2 separate regions of the Mus musculus genome follow, and region 2 is linked to region 1. Evidence: chromatin contacts called from public Hi-C data. All regions are on one chromosome and are shown on one strand. The core of a region is the stretch at or near the end of the contact, and the rest is flanking DNA. Distances in the headings are between cores, read along the strand shown. Region 1 has its middle 41 kb from the start of Gm30337. Region 2 has its middle 8.6 kb from the start of Sox9.

Evidence for each region. Hi-C and Micro-C count contacts between places; a contact is called where the count stands out from the background.
Region 2: a Hi-C map of Sertoli cells shows a contact between it and region 1, with 4 times the contacts expected there. The contact joins two enhancer-like sites. A contact is called at or near these places in 3 of 39 promoter capture datasets (the 3T3-L1 cell line, hippocampal neurons and liver), 1 of 484 Hi-C or Micro-C datasets (Sertoli cells), 5 of 115 datasets of contacts at active chromatin or transcription factors (craniofacial prominence, embryonic midbrain, forebrain and 2 more) and 1 of 9 other capture datasets (embryonic stem cells).

The regions. Positions count from the first base shown.
Region 1 is chr11:111,842,485-111,845,257 of GRCm38.p6, reverse strand. No RefSeq gene overlaps it. Among named protein-coding and RNA genes, the nearest start is that of Gm30337, 41 kb to the right of the region's middle. Within about 2 kb of position 1,322, at least 27 of the 459 cell types and tissues checked have an H3K27ac peak or open chromatin away from gene starts, as enhancers often do. A contact at or near this core is called in Sertoli cells, where this site is marked.
Region 2 is chr11:112,772,176-112,774,948 of GRCm38.p6, reverse strand. No RefSeq gene overlaps it. Among named protein-coding and RNA genes, the nearest start is that of Sox9, 8.6 kb to the left of the region's middle. Within about 2 kb of position 1,383, at least 10 of the 459 cell types and tissues checked have an H3K27ac peak or open chromatin away from gene starts, as enhancers often do. A contact at or near this core is called in Sertoli cells, where this site is marked.

The sequences.
Region 1 (2,773 bases), core at 73-2,572:
TTAATTAGATTTATCCAGAGAGAAAATACTCTTAAAGTACAATGCACATAACAACTTAATAGGCATTCCCTTGTAGCCACTTATCAACATTTTTTTAAAAGAATAAGATTTTTTTAAAGATGTATAAATTCATTACTTTCCCATAAGTGCTCCGTGAATAGCTGTTCCCCCAATATACATACTCAAGGAACAGCGCTGGGACAGGATAGATAATGACAAATATTTCTTGAATGATGTTCAGGAAGTGGAAAATGAATAATTAAGGGGTTTTGAGCCAAAAACCACATTCTCACTCTTATGTTCCTTTCTACTTTTGACCCTTTCTCTGTTCCATGGCCTTCAGTGTTGGCCTCACTAGGGTTAGTGTACTGCTTCGTATCAACCTAATATGATCAACCCACGTTCACAGGGGGCTTACCACAGTGTTCAATTAAGGGGTCTTCGACTGGTACCCATTGATATCACACTGTCATGGTTGTACTTTGATATGAAAGGGAAATACCTGGTGACTGGTGTAAATTCTGCTGGGTATTGCTCGCCTAACACATAACCCCGACCATTTTCTCTCTGACCATTTCTCTGCTCCAAAGCAGATCATTAAATTGCTCCCAGGCAGAAAGCACAGGACCAGAACAGCGGGACACTTTTGTAATAAGACCTTGTAAATTGAAAGCCCTGGATCCCTTCCCCACTGTGCGAACCTGCTGAGACTGGTTCCTTTTAACATTGCATCAATAGGACCTTCAGACCTAGTTAATTAAAGGCAGTATATCTAGGCAGACTTTCATTGCTTACAAGGATTGCATGCTTGACAATCCTTAAAAATCAGTTCCTATCTTCATACATCCCAGGACAAATGGAAACTTTCAGTGATCACCTTATACTGCAAGTAGCTCTCGCTTCCTCTGCAATGCAGTTTCTAACTTATATCTTAGGCTAGAACTGGAGTGGCCCGACTTAAGAATCCTACCATGCTCTTACATATACACATGCATTTCCATCCAGTCTGATATGAGGACCATCTAGCAGTGATTAACTAAGTCCATTTGTTAAATCCCTGCTGGTTAAAGGAAAGGCTTATAATTGCAAATATCACGGCCATACAGTTACAAACTGGGTGCCTGCTGGGAAATGTGGACCTCAAAGTGGAGGTGTCATTAAAACCTCTAAGTGAGCCAGCATAGTTAATCACTCAATTAGACTCTCATTATCATCTGCCCTGCATCAAAAAGGCCTCCCGCAGGCCAGAAGGGGTTGTAACCAGTCACTTTGACAGGTGATCCCCTCCTCACATACAATGGCCACAAAGGGCCTTGGAGGGGTTATCAGCAGGACATGGCCTGTATCTTGGCCTAAGCAGACGCCCAGGGAGTTTAGACAGCCAGTACTGAGGAGATCAAAGGGAGAGAAACAGCTGATTCCAGACTGGCTGGTGTCAGCCTGGAGTTTCCTCTGTCAAAGGCAGAGGGAGAACTATCTTATTGATTGCTGGCCTTGGTGCTCAGCCCGCACCAAGGCCACCTCTGGGAACGGCTTGGAGGAATGTCTGGCCTTTGGAGGCCTCAGCGGTGGCGACATTAAAACTAGGCTTCCTCTCAGTTCAGAAAATCCTGTTAGAGAAGATTGGGGTGTGAAATAGTCACCTTGACACCACCCAGTGGCAGGCAAATGACTAAAAACAGCTATTGGTACTGTGTGAGCGACCATTCCCATCGACTGACATATTGAAATTACCAGCCAACTTTTGGGAGGTGTAGTAGTTCGCTTCTCCTGTGTCCACCCAACATCGCTACCCTGGATCTAATTGTTACAGGTCACTAAGCTCCTCCTCTGGGTTAGGGAAACTTCTCCGACTTGTTTTCCACATCCTGGACAGCTCTGACAATGGCGCCCATGTTTCCCAGACTTCCCTTCAATTCAAATTTGCCTGAATTGTTTGCTTTGTAGTCTTCATTATCATCAGACTAGGATTGTGCCAGGCTTTTGGAACTAAAACTGTTAAAAGACATTTCCCCCAAGCGCCGAGGTGTCGGGGGAATGTTGCTGGTCACCATATCCAATATAATTGTGAGGGTTTTATGGACAGATTCATGACTGTTCAGTTAGATTCTGGCCTTCTTGGCTAACTTCTCTCACCATCACATGAGCAGTTTCTGACAGCATGCCTTATCGTTGTTGATGTTAGCATTAAGCACTTTAGGTAGCCTGTGTTAGTCATTTTCTCTGTGGTGAAGTTGTACTTTCCCAACCAATGGTTTATATTGTAATCTACAGAAGTCAATAAGTAAACAAGCAAACAAACAAATAAATAATAAACCCTAAGAGATGGGTTGCAATAGCCCTCAAGAACAAGTGTTGTATCTTTGATATCGGACATCTACTCTCCTCCTGCATGTATTTTTTAATAAATAATATTACATAGGTTTGCACTCATGACCTGACGTTTTTACTTTGTGATTTTTATCTGACATATCTAGCTAATTTTAAGCCTCTCTTGTTTCTTTGCATATGTTGTTGGTATTCCTTCTAGGCTCCGCCCAACAGCTACCTGTCAACATCCAGGTAGGCTGGCTTGCTATAAAAGTGACTGTTTGGCCCCCTCCTCACTCTTTACACCTCTCTTTCTTTTATCCCTCTTTCACCCCGCCTGCCCTCTCTCTGTCCTCTGTCCCCTCTCTTTCTCTGCCTCTACTCCCTTCTCAACTCCGCCTCCTATGCCCTAAATAAGCTCTATTCTATACTAGACTTGTTCTATGTATGGCTGGTTCTGGGG
Region 2 (2,773 bases), core at 134-2,633, 930 kb before region 1:
TTGCTCCCATCTCTGCCCTTGGGACAAACAGTGCTACCTTTTCTTGTGTCTCTAATGATCCCAAACAGACTCTGATGAATAAATAGTGTGTATCGAGGGAACAAATGCCACAATTTAGCCAGAGAAGTGAATATATGATTATTATAATCTGATGGGATTTGGGGCACCAAGAGCAGAGTGAGTACCTTTGATCAGTTAATGGCATGTCTTGAGACGCTCTCCAGTATGTGTTTGATCCTCCTTCTGGAACCTTCTGTATGTTCTGTCTTCTGATGTCTCTCTGTGAGGAGTACCGACTGACGCTCTTTTGTAGACTTTTTGGATATAAAGCTTTCAGAGCACAGTCTTTATGTATTTCTGGCCTGAATTTACAACTTTTGAGAGAAACAATCAAACCACAAATTGCAATAACGATTAACACTTTAGAACCCCCTAACCCTCCCAGAACTGGCTTACCTAAATATACAATGATCAGAAATAGTACTTTTTTTTTCTTTCCTGGTTTTCTCACTTGCAGTGCACAGATGGTTCCCAACTGAGCTGCATGGGTCTGTGAAACGATAGAAACTGATGTGGTCATCGGAGACAGTGGCACTCCACAGCCTTCCTCTGAGGACTGAGGACCTGATGTTTCCTGTTTGTTTTGAGAGGTAGGGCCATGGGTATTGCATGATTGGGTGTCACATGGCTGCATGTGAATGTGCTTGTTTATGTTTATATGTGTGTATATATACATATTTATACACAGGTGCATATATGTATACATGTGTACTTGTATCTGTGTATGTTCATGTGTGTCTGTGTGCATGCATGCATGTGCATTGTGTGTGTATTTATGTGCATGTGTCTGAAGCTACCTGGACTCGGTAGGCTAATCATTCCCAGATGGCTCCAGGGACTGCATTCTGGTCCCCAGAGCCCTAGAAGCACTGACCCATCCTTAGCCCTTCCTGTGGATGGGAGGAGGTGGGGCTGTAAGGAAAAATGAGACAGAAAGTCTCTGTGCATAGGCTCTGCCCTGTCTTGGAGCATTGGTAGCTTGCAGGTCTTTGTTCTATATTCCTCTCAGCCCAAGGCTTACAAAAACCTAAGCCACCCATCTCCACCAGTTTCCATCTGAACTATAATATAATTGGAAGAAAAAAAGAGGAGGAAGGCTAACATGCAGGAGTTAGAGGAGGAGATGGCTAGTTTTAGGGCTTTTTTTCCGTTGGCCTGAGTGTGAGGAAGGGATGGATGGGAATGAGTTTGCACGGGATTTATTTACTTACGTACGTCAATGTCGCTCCCAGCTTTCTACAGCTTCTGGTAAAAATCTGCTCAGTTGGATGGGGTGACGTAGTGAGAGTTGGGGTTCAGTGTTCTCTTTTAAGCAGGGGCAGCTAGCCCACAGAAGGAATGTGGGGAGCTTGCTGGGAGAAGAGGCTTGGCATCAGCCTCTATAGACCCTGGACCTCCCTGTCTCATATACTTACGCCTGTATTGTGGTCACTGTCCCTGTCTAGCCACGACTGACCTTGGTCTTGACTCAGAGATCACTTACAAAGGGAATTCCAGGAGCCCGTCCCTGCCCACTCCCTCATGTGAATGCCACCCTGAAGCCCAGCACACTCTCCTTCACTCTCTCGCCTTCTCATCTAGGGCTGAAAAGAGAATCCCACTGTCATTGACTATTCCTTCCGTTTGCTTCTCTGAGCCACTTAGGAACCACCCTTTTATCCTCCCCTCTCCCCGGCTGTCTCAGGAGGCTGGAAGGGGAAGAAATGACTCCCTTTGCTTTACATGTCTTTGCTAACAGTAGCTTTGAAAAGAACATGTTACTTGTTCAAGGTCGCAGAGCTAATGGGAGAGGCAGAACCCCCGCTGCCCTGTTCTGGGAGCCGTGCCTGCCTCCCTCACAGACCCACGCACACAAGGAATTCTGCAGGCTACTGTCAGCACGGAGCCTGCAGTCCCTAGATCCACTCCCCCATGCCCTTATGGACTTGCAATGGCTCTCACTTGGCCACTAGCCAAATGGGTCCCGTGGAAAGACAGGGGATCCGGGTCTTTTTCTGTGCTTCTGGTTTGATTTTATCTCCTACCTAGTCCTCTAATCGGTGGTGGAAGAAGAAAGAACAAAGTGTGTCCAGAACAACCACACCTGACAGCCCCACCCCAGCCCCCACTCCCCCATCACCATCCAGTTTTTATGAACACTTCTTTGAGTTTGCATGCCTAACTTTGCATGCCTCCCCCGCCACCCCCCCCCCCTTTTTTTTCCTTTTGAGACAGGGTCTCACTGTGTTGCCCTGGCTGTCCTAGAACTCACTCTGTAGACCAGGCTGGCCTTGAACTCAAAGAGATCCCCCTGACTCTGCCTCCTGAGTGCTGGGATAAAAGGTCTTCTACTTTGTTGCACCCATCCTACCTGGCTTTGTTTATTCATCTTTATTTTTTTTTTTTAAAAAAATGCCGTTTACCTATTTTGTCTCTGTGTGTGTGCTCAAGACATGGTGCATGCAGGGACACAGGGCAATGTAGGGGCACTACCCCCAGGAGATTGAGGTTCATAAGTACCTTTATCTTCTGGACAGCTCTTCCACCTGGCTTTGGGCTGATGTACATTGAAGGGAACTTCTCATGTTCTCATTCAGACTTATCTTGATAGTCAACATGATTTTACCTCCCAGAATGAAACTAGCACCTGGTTACCCTCTCAAACCCGCCAAAGCCCTCACCATTTTGGAAGGAGAGACCATCTACTCTTGCCTTGGCTTTCTTGAGCTCCTTG